Regions from separate parts of the Mus musculus genome. Here region 2 is linked to region 1. Evidence: chromatin contacts called from public Hi-C data. All regions are on one chromosome and are shown on one strand. Each heading gives the region's core, a stretch centred on a gene start, on an enhancer-like site or on the middle of the called end of the contact. The rest is flanking DNA. Distances are from core to core; before and after follow the strand shown. Region 1 has its middle 4.2 kb from the start of Gm5082. Region 2 overlaps Adtrp (androgen dependent TFPI regulating protein).

What was found. A called contact is a pair of places that touch in the nucleus more often than the background predicts.
Region 2: a contact with region 1 is called in a Hi-C map of myocytes, with 3 times the contacts expected there. The contact joins two enhancer-like sites. A contact is called at or near these places in 2 of 39 promoter capture datasets (cranial neural crest and embryonic stem cells), 3 of 484 Hi-C or Micro-C datasets (3T3-L1-derived adipocytes, myocytes and tail fibroblasts) and 1 of 115 datasets of contacts at active chromatin or transcription factors (astrocytes).

The regions. Positions count from the first base shown.
Region 1 is chr13:41,641,631-41,647,589 of GRCm38.p6, forward strand. No RefSeq gene overlaps it. Among named protein-coding and RNA genes, the nearest start is that of Gm5082, 4.2 kb to the right of the region's middle. RefSeq lists an enhancer at 1,582-3,053. Within about 2 kb of position 2,286, at least 64 of the 459 cell types and tissues checked have an H3K27ac peak or open chromatin away from gene starts, as enhancers often do. A contact at or near this core is called in myocytes, where this site is marked.
Region 2 is chr13:41,802,659-41,808,257 of GRCm38.p6, forward strand. All of the region lies in intron 4 of Adtrp (androgen dependent TFPI regulating protein), which reads right to left. Among named protein-coding and RNA genes, the nearest start is that of Adtrp, 42 kb to the right of the region's middle. Within about 2 kb of position 1,498, at least 56 of the 459 cell types and tissues checked have an H3K27ac peak or open chromatin away from gene starts, as enhancers often do. A contact at or near this core is called in myocytes, where this site is marked.

The DNA of each region.
Region 1 (5,959 bases), core at 1,036-3,535:
CTGTTATATTTGCTGGTAACCAATCTTGTCCTAAACCAACCCTGGGCCACATACGCATTTATTTCTACAAGTCACTATTCTAAAAATGAAGTCACAGGACTGGGGTGGTGGCTCAGTCAGTAATGCTGGTTGCATCCAGAGCTCCAGCACTCATGTAAAACATCAAATGTAAGGTCACAGAGACAAAAGGCACCCTGTGTTTGCTCCTTAGCCAGTCCTGATTGATAAGTTCTAGGTCCAGTAGAGACCGTCTCTAAAAATAAGGTATCCTTAGCGAGATGGGTAGTGAATGAAGGCACTTGCCACAGAATCTGATGACCTAAGTTCAGTCTCCAGTACCCATATGGTGGAGAAAGTTCAGATATAAATGGAGAGTGATGGGAAGGCATCAGTCATCGGCCTTGATACACACATAACATGGCAATATGGAACCTGGGAGTCAATATGTAGTCAGAGTTCTTAAAAGATTGCTGAGGGAGATGCCAGGCTAACCATCCTCTTGAGGAGGGAGCAGAGAGCCACTCCCTATGAATGTCACTGGGACAAAAAGTAGCCTAACTGCATGTTAAGGATGCAGACAATTTTCACATGTACTGGTGTTTATCTAATTCTTACTAAACTGAAGTCTACTTTCCTTTTCTTTTGGAACAGAAGACGTTCTCATTCTGCCATAAGAATAACTTTCCAGCCGGGCGTGGTGGCGCACGCCTTTAATCCCAGCACTCGGGAGGCAGAGGCAGGCGGATTTCTGAGTTCAAGGCCAGCCTGGTCTACAAAGTGAGTTTCAAGACAGCCAGGGCTATACAGAGAAACCCTGTCTCGAAACCCCCCTCCCCCCAAAAAAAAGAATACCTTTCCACAGAGACTGTGAACCCAATCCAACCAAACAAGAACTCGAGACGGAAGGTACATCTTGCACAAATGCACACAAAGTTTATTACTTTGTATCATCTTTCTTGGGCTCAGAGTAATATTTTGAAATGTTTTTGAAACGGGTAAGTATCCTTAAATATTTTATATCCGCTGAGCATTGTGAGAAGACCCTAAATTTCAGACAAGATCAGAGACAAAGAAAACCCAGAAAAAAAGACACTTGAGTCCTCTTCCAAGCCACCTAGTGGAGGACAAGTCCTGCTCAGGCAGGAGAGACCAGCTCAGACTCACTGTCACTGAATGGGCACGCACGCCTAAGTTAGGGATGAACAAGGTCTGTGTTTTTAGGAACAATGAAGGAAATCAAACCCCATGGTGGATCTCTCAGACGGAAGTTGGATCTACCTCCAGAAACACTTGAGAAACATCTCTACCTCTTAGGACTGTCTACGTGCACTGAAGTTTTCGTTATTTTTTTGTTACCAGAGCCAGTCTTGGGCTCATAGTCCTGAGGAGAATTTATAGAAGGGAATTGGGTTGGCTGGTTTAGTTGCCAGGCCATATTTTGCCACTAGATGGCAGAGTTGTTCCACCTTTTTCTACTTGGGCATCCAGATTAATTTAGTTTGTCCTTTTGGGCTTATTCCCTTAAGACACGGCTAATTTTTTGTTTAACACATACGTAAGTAAATTAAACGTGAGAAAAAGCATGGTTTCTGCATGCCATTGTTGGTCAATTTTTACTTCTTAAGAATGTTTAAGATACACTGTTGAGGGTTGTTTCCAAATAGAAAATTTCACATTAGTTGTAATAATGTGATTTTTTTTTAAACTATGTCACTAGCCTGGCCTTGATTTATGTATTTTTTAATTCAAATACTTATTGCCTAGTGATACTTTATCAAATTGAGTATAGTACGTAGCAAGTGTCAGTTACATAGTGTCTAGGGGACGAAGCCTACTACAAATATTCCACAACCTTAAGGCACTATGACCGTTGCCTATCAGGTCCTGGTCTGCCACCCATTGCTTTAACATGGCCATGATCAGTTTCTGTGACTCTGTTTAAACACCAGTAAACCCAGAATAATTTCTATATTCAACCTATAATTCTGCTTCCTCTGTCATCCATTTATCTGTCTTCAGGACAGACAGACAGACAGTAATTCTAGGGAGTGGTAATGAACAAAGCAAGAACCAGATTCAGTGTTGGGGAGTAGGTACAGTGCATGTTGAGAAATTTCTTTCAAACTTAAACTGTCCCCTTGACCAGGGTGCTACTCTGGCGACAGAGCCCGCTGGGGGATTTTTTTTCTTTCTTTTTTTAGAAACAGTTATGGAGAGGAGCCTTACAAAGCAGAATGGATGAACTTGCTCAGCCAGCAAATTCCTTGCATTCCCTAGACCAAATATGTCCATGCTGAGGAAGCCACAGCAGTGACTTTAGTGAGGTCCTCTGAAGGACAGGCATGACGCGCCTGTCAGCTGTGCCACCAGGTCACCAGCCACCTCAGATCCTGTTGCTGTTGGCTTTGTGTATTGTTGTACAGAAATAACTATAGCTCGGACCCCCGAAGGGCAGGTGCTTTTATGTCCATAGCTTTTTTGACTTGAAAAGCACACAGCACATTACCCAGTGTGCTCTGACCTCTGTAGGGACTGTGCAGACAAACACGGAAGGCGCTTCCAGCTGTGGTCAGGACACCTTGAGAAGAGGACCTGAGAGTTTTCATAAGCCTGCTCTTCCTTCCTTGTCCCTTTATGTTGGGACTAGTGCCATTGGGTGATTCCAAACAGCGATACAAGAAGGTAGCAGGGCACCCTACAGAAATGGGTGGGATTTGTCCCTAAGGAGAGACCTGGTCATCTTTCTGGACTGACCTCTGTGTACATGAGACTCCATTTTAAACCTAATGTCTTGTCTACTTCCCCAAAGTAAATGAACTCTCCTTCTCTTCTCAGAGGTTGAGCTGCCGTGGTTTGTGTCACACCATCTGAACAGGTGCATTCTCTTACATCCCTGGACTGGGACTGAGCTGTCACTGTGAACTCAACGCTAACCTAAGCTTCAGCCGTAACCCTCACTGTACCCTCAACACCAGTACTATGTTTGAAACGTTAGTGTCTACGATTCTCAGTTCAAACATGTGTAATTTGAGCTACTTGGGTTTTCAAGGTCAATGAGAAGGCAAGAGAAATTCAAATTTAAATCATAACCTCTCTCTCCCCCACCCCACCCCCGTGGTGTGTGTGTGTGTGTGTGTGTTTGTTCTCATGTGTGCCTAGAGAAATATAAAAGCTGCTATTATTGGCAGAGCAGTAATTCTGCTGTTTCCCAACCTTCAATGTCAAACCTCTCCAACGTGCTTCATTTTATCTTCCCAGTCTGATATGACTCGGGAAGCATTATTGTTGTTTATTTAGGGAATTTGTTGGTCCTGTTTGGGTTGCAACCCAGGGTTTTGTGCACACCAGGAAAGCATTCTTCCATGGGGATAGACCCCAATGTGTGTTTTGTTCCTGCTTTTCTGTCCAGAATACATTTACTCGTTAAACAAAGGTCTTTCATGGAACTTGGGCAGCTGGTTAAACAAAGTCTGTTCTGAGGGCCACCCTACAGTGACTACAGCAGCCCTTGTCTGGACTCTGGTAAGCCTCGGGGGCCAGTGGGTTCTTTGGGCATGGATTATTTCCTGGACAGCCTGAGTCCAGCTCTTCTACATGTTAAGCTTCATCTTAACACTTTGTAAAGAAAGCAGAAAGGCCTACCTGAGACTCTGGTGGAATTCTGTTTGATCGTGCTAGGGGTGGGGCAGTTACCCAGTCCCTTCATCATAATGGTTACACAGCAGTGTCGTGGACTTGTAAAAGTATCCCTGTATTTATTCAAGGCCTTAACTAACCAGACTGTTTTCCTTCATAAATAAAACCTGTATGGGTTCCAGACTCTTAATTCTTCGCTGATTCAATGTGTAGCACTGGCTAGCTGGATCAGAAAAATAAAATCACTAAGTCGGAACTAGTCTTTGTGGTTATTTTGAGTTCAGCATAGACCAAAGAACTAAAGGATCCTTTGACTGTCACAGTAGTGGGATCCTGTGTTTGAGAGATGTCTGTGGGACAGGGCCTGAAGAGTGTCAGCAGCTGGCTCCATGGCTCTGGTGGAAAAAACGGAGCAGCGAGCTGAGCAGCTCCTGTCAGGATCAAACGACAACATATCAGTTGTGACAACGGGATCCATTTGTGGTGTCAGAATCTGTCATGGAGAAGCCATTAAAAGGTTAGGCTGGAATTTAGCTTACAATGGTGTCCCCAAATAAAGACTAGCTCAACATGATGTCACCTCTCCTATTGTAGGAGAGGATGGGGGCAGAGATAATAGATTGACAGGCAACCCTTAGAGAATTTCTCTTTCATGTTGAATGGTATTATCTTGCATGGATCACATTCTATGTTAAAATACCCCCGTTTCAAATATGTCTACCTGACTTCAGTCACCATTTCTGTGATGACACAAGTGGGCAGGCTCTTCTCGCTTTGCAGTGTAGAAGAGAATTAAAGCAAGAAGAAACTAGATGTGGGCTTTTCCAAAAGAACTGTCCCCAAAATGAACCAAAGAACCCTTGAGGTTAGCCCCAGTGTGGAAGCAGGGCTTTTCTTATAATTGAAAATCTGAACAATGTGGAAGAAAATAAGTAAGAATTGGTTTCTTCTTCAATATCTATTCAGTGTTTTAATTTCTGGAAGATAATGAAATTTGAAAAAAAAAATAAAAGCAATTTGAAAAACACCACTTGGTGGGATTCCAACTTTGTAATGTATATATACCTCAAAGAAGTCTGGTTATTTTGGCTACTTCTAATCTGGGCTGGTCTCATTCTTTTGTTCAAAAATTGCCCCAAAATGCTAGCTTTTAACACAGTAAAGTTTGGCAAAATAAACATATATCTCTAAAATTCTCCAATCTTTCCCTATTTTTTAACACACAATTAAACGTGGATCAGACTAAATGTAAATAACATTTATTAAACATGTTCCAAAGGGCATGGAATGAGAGGCTTTTGCACAGAAGTATCAGCCCAAAATGGATACAGTTGACCTCTATACCCCTATCTTAGAGAGTCACAACTTAAATATGTATATTTAAGATGGTAGAAAGAGCTTAAGACCCTTTCCAGTTTTGTTTAATTTCCATGAATATTCAGAAAAACATCAAACATCTCCCCAACTCGCCCTCTGGCTTTTTGAAAGTGTTGTGAGCATATTTTTAAAGTTCAACATGGTCTCCCATTCTCAAAAATAAACTCCAGCCCTCTAACCTAAACCAGGGCTTTGACCATCCATTTTCACCCAGACCCCTCACTCAGTATTGTCCCTTTCTTGTCTTACAGTGTTGGCCGACCTCTTTTATTGCTCTCTGCAAGGCTCCTGAACACTAGCACCATCCCAGTCCTAGGATGTCATGCCTGGCATATCTATGCCTGGGATTCCCTAACTTGTGTTTCCAGAAACAAGCCTGTTGGCTAGCCCTGGTTATCCATGTCCTAACTCAATAGCCTGTAAATGTAGGGACACTCAGACATCCAGAGTTGCATCTAGTGCATGTCAAACAAGAGGTACAAGCTAAAGAGCATCATAGCATTTGTGAACTAGAGGAGCTCCTAAGGGCCGACATGAGCATGGGTGGCTTCCCTGGTGACTGGACTTGGAAGTATGAGTTTTCTAAAAGTAGATGTGGGGTCTTTAGCCAAGAAAATAACAGAGATGAGCACCTGGGGGGATGGAGCAAAAGAACCCAAATGTGAGGCCTGCATGCTTGGTATGAGATATAAGTGATTGAAACTCACAGGGAGATGGTGCTGGGCGGGCCTCAAAAATGAATAGGCACTGGATACAAGAGTCAATGTCACCAGAGTTCTTAGGGCCAGATCTTTCATCCTGGTCCCCTAAGAGATAGGCTTGGCCATTTGTCACCAACAGACAATGAAACAAATACTAGTGACAAGCAGAGAGAGGAGATTTACTCCTGGTGGCCACGTGGGGAAGATAAGTTGAGTGACACCCTGAATTTGGAGTATGGACATGA
Region 2 (5,599 bases), core at 248-2,747, 160 kb after region 1:
TCACACATTTATACAAAGGGGTCTCCTTCCCTGCCCCCTTCCATATGCTGGGTTGACAAGTTCTCATGCAGATCTAGCATCTGATGCCACCCGCATACTACAGTGTGAAGCCTTCACCAGGTACAGCCACTTCATCTTGAGCTTCCCCGTCACTAAGACTGTTGAGCTGAATAAATCCCTTTTCTTTATAAATTGTTTCATCTCCAGTATTCGGTCATAACACGGGCAAATGGACTAGGATGCTAATCAAGAGTTGAAAATGGCCAGAAAACGTTTTTAGAATTTCATGCTACAACGGACTGGAATCAGAGGTGATGTGAAATGGTTGTCCCTGAGCTTATGACTCAAAGATACTTCATATCCTTCAATAGGTGACACATTAAAAATGCATAGCGGCAGAGGGGTGACTGGAGAGATGACTTGGTGGAGAAGTTACTACTGCTAGAGAGTGAGGACCTGCGCTTGAGTCTCCAGAACACTTGTACAAGCTTGGCAGGGGTAGAGCACATCTGTGATCCTAGCATTTTCAGGAGAAGATGGGAGGCAGAGGGAGGAGAACCCTATCTTCAGCACCAACAAGCTGAACAGGAGCCTATAGACGATGCTGAGAACTGATACCGAAGATTTCTGAGCTTTGCAGGTAGATCACAGCACATGTATCCACAGAATTCACAGCAACACACACAGAGAGAAACAGAGAGAGACAGGGAGAAAAGAGACGCGCGCGCGCGCGCACACACACACACACACACACACACACAGACACAGACAGAGAGAGAGAGAACACACAGAGAGAGAACACAGAGAGAGAGAGAACACAGAGAGAGAGAACACACACACAGAGAGAGAGAGAACACACAGAGAGAGAACACAGAGAGAGAGAGAACACAGAGAGAACATACACACAGAGAGAGAGAGAACACAGAGAGAGAAAACACACACACACACAGAGAGAACACAGAGAGAGAAAACACACACACACACACACACACACACACACACAGAGAGAGAGAGAGAGAGAGAGAGAGAGAGAGAGAAAGAAAACAATACCCCTGATGGAACTGGTCAAAGCACACTGAGGATTTATTTCTTGCACTTGTATGCAAATCTGTAAGTATCTGAAAATAGCTTAACTGAGAGCCAGAGAAGGAATAAAGGAAAACCGTGCACACAGTAGGTGTTACATGTTTGCACATAAAGATTGTGCAGGGCAGGGAAACAAGCCCTTCTGTCTAGTAATTGATGTGCCTGGAGGAAAAACTGTATTAAGGATAAAGATGTCGGAGAAAATGTATTTTTACAGTTTCAGGGTCACGAGCTGGACCTAGCTTGTCACAGTTCAGCTTCGGCTTCCTTCCTCTTCTGTTCCCCTGCAAGGTGTTCAGCACGGAGAGTTGGAAGCATTTTAGTTCTGATTCTACGCCCACATTTGTGTCTTTGGGGAGCAGCAGGGCGAGGCATGATGAATCATTACTACTTGGTAGTGGCAAGCAGCTGTGAGGTCACCAGCTGAATATAAGCAAGTGGTCACAAGCGTCATGTTTGTGTAAGAATAGAGTCAAGACTGCTATTTTAAGAATGTCATACAAATAGATTTTTAATCTCTTGTTCTTTTCCCTGGATTTAACATGAGATAAAAATAATGTAGTGTCTCTTCCCGGAATTCCCACTAGGAAAGAGATTTGTGGGTTTCTGAGTTGTCTACCTGGTCTGGTGAGATTTCCCTACTGCAGCTAACTGCCTATGCTAACAAGAGCTCCTAAGTAACCCCATTTAATTTTTTAAAAATCTAATTACTGATACTCATGGACACAAAAAACTCTAAGCTCAAAACCGGTTATCCATCTCCTTTGACTACAAGATAGCCAACCAATGATCAACACCAAGAATACGAGTTCTTAGCATTAAAGCTGTTCAGCACTTACTACCTATGTCTCTCAGCCCCAACTCCAACTTCAAGCATTCCACGTTCTAGAATAGAGATCTACTGAGCAATGCCAGCCTCCCACTCCTTTATTTGATCCCCCTGTTCCTGCCAGATCAAATAGTATCCACTTGGTGTTTTTCTTGGGGTCTCAGGACGCTGTTAAATCAATCTGATCAGTGCCCTTTTAGAAGAGAAGGTTCAGAGGCACCTGCGCACAGGGGAGGTAAAGTAGGATGGATGAGGCCACCTCTTAAGACACTAGTGGGATGCTATGAAAGGTTTCTATTGTTAACAAACCACAGTTCCCTCTAGTGAGCAGGGGCTGGTGGGGGGGGTGGGGGGAGAAGGAAAGAAGGCAAGTAGAAGCTTCTGGAAAAAGCAAAAAGAAAAATTAGGAAGTGACATTATCAACATGTGAGATTGTGGTTCTCAAGATCCAACTTTCTCCTTCCCAGGCCAGGTTCCTTTTCTCTGTCACCACTGTCTCACCTGTGTCATGGCGTCATTGCCAAATTACATAGTACCTTATCTTCTTTACATGGGTGGTCCATGAGGGTTTAAAGACAGTACTGGACCACAGTTTGCTAGCCGCAAGCTTCAATAACATCGCTACCTTTGTCTAGCTGAATGGACAGAATCCCTTATTGTCTTCAGGGTTTAGGAGCTCTGCAAACGGGAGAAAGTATATACAGTAAGAGTGTTGCCATCATAAACCATAGCAACAGAATGATGCCCCTCCCCCCATCAAGATGTCTATACCCCACTTCCTGGAAGCCTTCCTTGGGAGGACTACTTCACATGGTCAAAGGTCTTTGGTGATTGTTAAGAGTCAGATATTTATTATTTGAATGTGCCCCTCAAGGTTTCGTATGGTGGACATTTGGTCCCACGGATGTAGGGGTGGGAAGTGGAGGGACTTTTAAGAGGTGGGGCCTAGAAGGCAGAGGTTCCTGTGTTATTGGCAGTTCTGCCTTTGGGAGAATTAAGGTAGATCTCTCCAGAGCAAGTGGCTATAAAAGCCTAGGCTGACTGCTGACTCTCTCTGTAGCTTCCGGTGGATGATGTCATCTCCTTCTGCACACACATTCATCGTGTTCCATGAAGCTTCACCCAGAGTCTCTGCTATGCTGTTTGGATGTCCAGTCTCCCAAACTGTGTGTTAAACAAACCTCTTCTTAAAAAAGCAGCTCACCTCAGGGATTCTTCAGTCCCTCCTTACATTGAAAAATCAAATGTCTTGTTCATCATTTCGTTTATGATCTAAAAGGTATGGAGTTGCTAAGCATGATGTCTGTATTTATTCCTTCTTTCTTTCTTTCTTTCTTTCTTTCTTTCTTTCTTTCTTTCTTTCTTCCTTTCTTTTTTTTTTTTATTTATTTTTTTTTTTTTTTTGGTTTTTCAAGACAGGATTTCTCTGTGTAGCCCTGGCTGTCCTGGAACTCACTTTGGAGACCAGGCTGGCCTCGAACTCAAAAATCCACCTGCCTCTGCCTCCAAAGTGCTGGGATTAAAGGTGTGCGCCACCACGCCTGGCTACAAAGTCTGTATCCCAGCACTCGGGAGGCAGAGGCAGGCAGATTTCTGAGTTCGAGGCCAGCCTGGTCTCCAAAGTGAGTTCCAGGACAGCCAGGACTATACAGAGAAACCCTGTCTCAAAAAACCGAAATAAATAAATAAATAAATATTCATCAGCTTTACTTCATGCTTCTCATGCTATCCCATGAAGACAAAAAAAAAGTGCTAAGCACACAAATTTGATTTTTAAAAAAATGAATAGCATAGCTATTGATTTTTGTCTTTTGTTTTGAGCTACAACATATTGCCTATGAACGAGGAACCTATGTATAGTTATATTGGCTATTCTTATCCTGAGAACAACATTCACTGGAATGTGAAAGGTCTGAGGCCTTCTTAAATAGTGCATTAATTTAATGGATATTTGTGTTAGCCCTGAGAAATGGCTTGAAGACTCACTCATATTCATAGGAGATGTCCCTAAAAGTTTGAAAACACAGAGACATGGAGACATGTCTAGGCTGTGAGTTACTGTGTGGGAAGAGTGCAGGTGGAGGATGAGGAATCAGGAGGGAGACACAGGGGTTACAAGGCCTGGAAACCAAGGTCAGCCATCAGTGGCTGACATGTCCAGGATGGATCTAGTTTATTCCTTAGGATTCACACACTGACACTGAGCCCAAACAACTCCGACAGAGCTAATGGGTGGGAGAGAGAAATCCGAGACAATGCCTGTAGGTTATCCAGCTGTACTTCCGGTTCCCAGGACATATTTGTCAGGTAAGAATCATATGCTAATACCAGAGCATGTTACCATGTAAGCCAGTGTTATGTGTTAATATTTACTGCTCTTCTCTCTCTCTCTCTCTCTCTCTCTCTCTCTACAGGCTCAATCAGGCTTCAAAATCACTGGGTGCGAAAACTCTTGTCAAATGTTACTCGCACCATCTGTGTTACCTAACTTCCTTCACTATAACAAACTATAGGAGAGACACAATTTGGAAGATGAAGGGTTGACTTGGGCTTGTGTTTTTAGTCCTTGCTGATGAAGCAAAGCATCATGGTAGAAAGTTGCTGGGGAGGGGGCAGAACAAGGCTGCTTTCCCCCAGCAGCCAGGAAGCATGAGAATGGAAAGCTAGACACGAGACATTCTTCAAAGGCACACACCCCTGGCCCACTTCCTCTAAGTCAGCCCAGCTCTTAACAGCCATGACTTTATGAATCTCTTGATCCAGCCACCCCTCAGCAGCACCAGCACTGAGGGCCAGTCCATCCATCCATGAACACATATGCCCTCGAGAGGGACTGGGTAGTTTCAGGCACCACACACATCCCAGGGCTTAATAATTATTTCCCAATGAACAAAGGACAGTGGGGCCAGTAACCGAGCCGCTGTATTGGGTCTTTCCTCTAATCAAAGAGCCAGCTTTCTTGTCTTTTAATTGGAGGTTGTTTCTAAGGTCCCATTCATACCTACTGAGTTTGATGGGTCTCAGGCTGTGGTTGTGGGATTCAGAGAAGCATGAGGGGGTCCTGGCTGGGATTCGTATATTTTACATGATAATGACTTCCATTTATGCTGCCTTTGGCTGTTTTTAAAGTACTTGGGCCCATTCTCGATAATTATGCATGCTTTTCAAACGCAGCAAAGCTTAGAAGGAACTCTGATCTATTCCAGCCCTCTTTCCAACTTGAACAATTCAGGTTGATTTCCAGAGAAATCCTTTCTCCTGCTTCCCTCCGACACGCAAGAGAGGGTCATTATTTCTCCGTTCCTGAATCCTCTTCCTGCTATTTAAATCTGTCTGCTCTGGTTCTATCTTTAGTAAGCATTTAGATAGGACCTGAGGAGTTAATGCTTTCCTGGCAAGCCCTGAAGTATGAGTACTCTGTTCTGTTTCTTCCTTTAAGAAGGCCAGAGAACTGCTGCTCAGCAATAACACAGTCGGGTTGATCTACTTCACTCAAGGCAGCAAGGCTCTCACCAGCTCAGGCAGTCTGTCCACAGTGGTGGATGGAGAGGACTATTTGGACCAAAAATGTGATGGGGGGACAGGAATATGTCTGCTGAACACTCAGTGACAGTCAGCTCTGAAGGGTCCTATGGGAACCACACATCTCAAGGGAGTCAGAAGCACTGGGCAGGAAGATCGCAA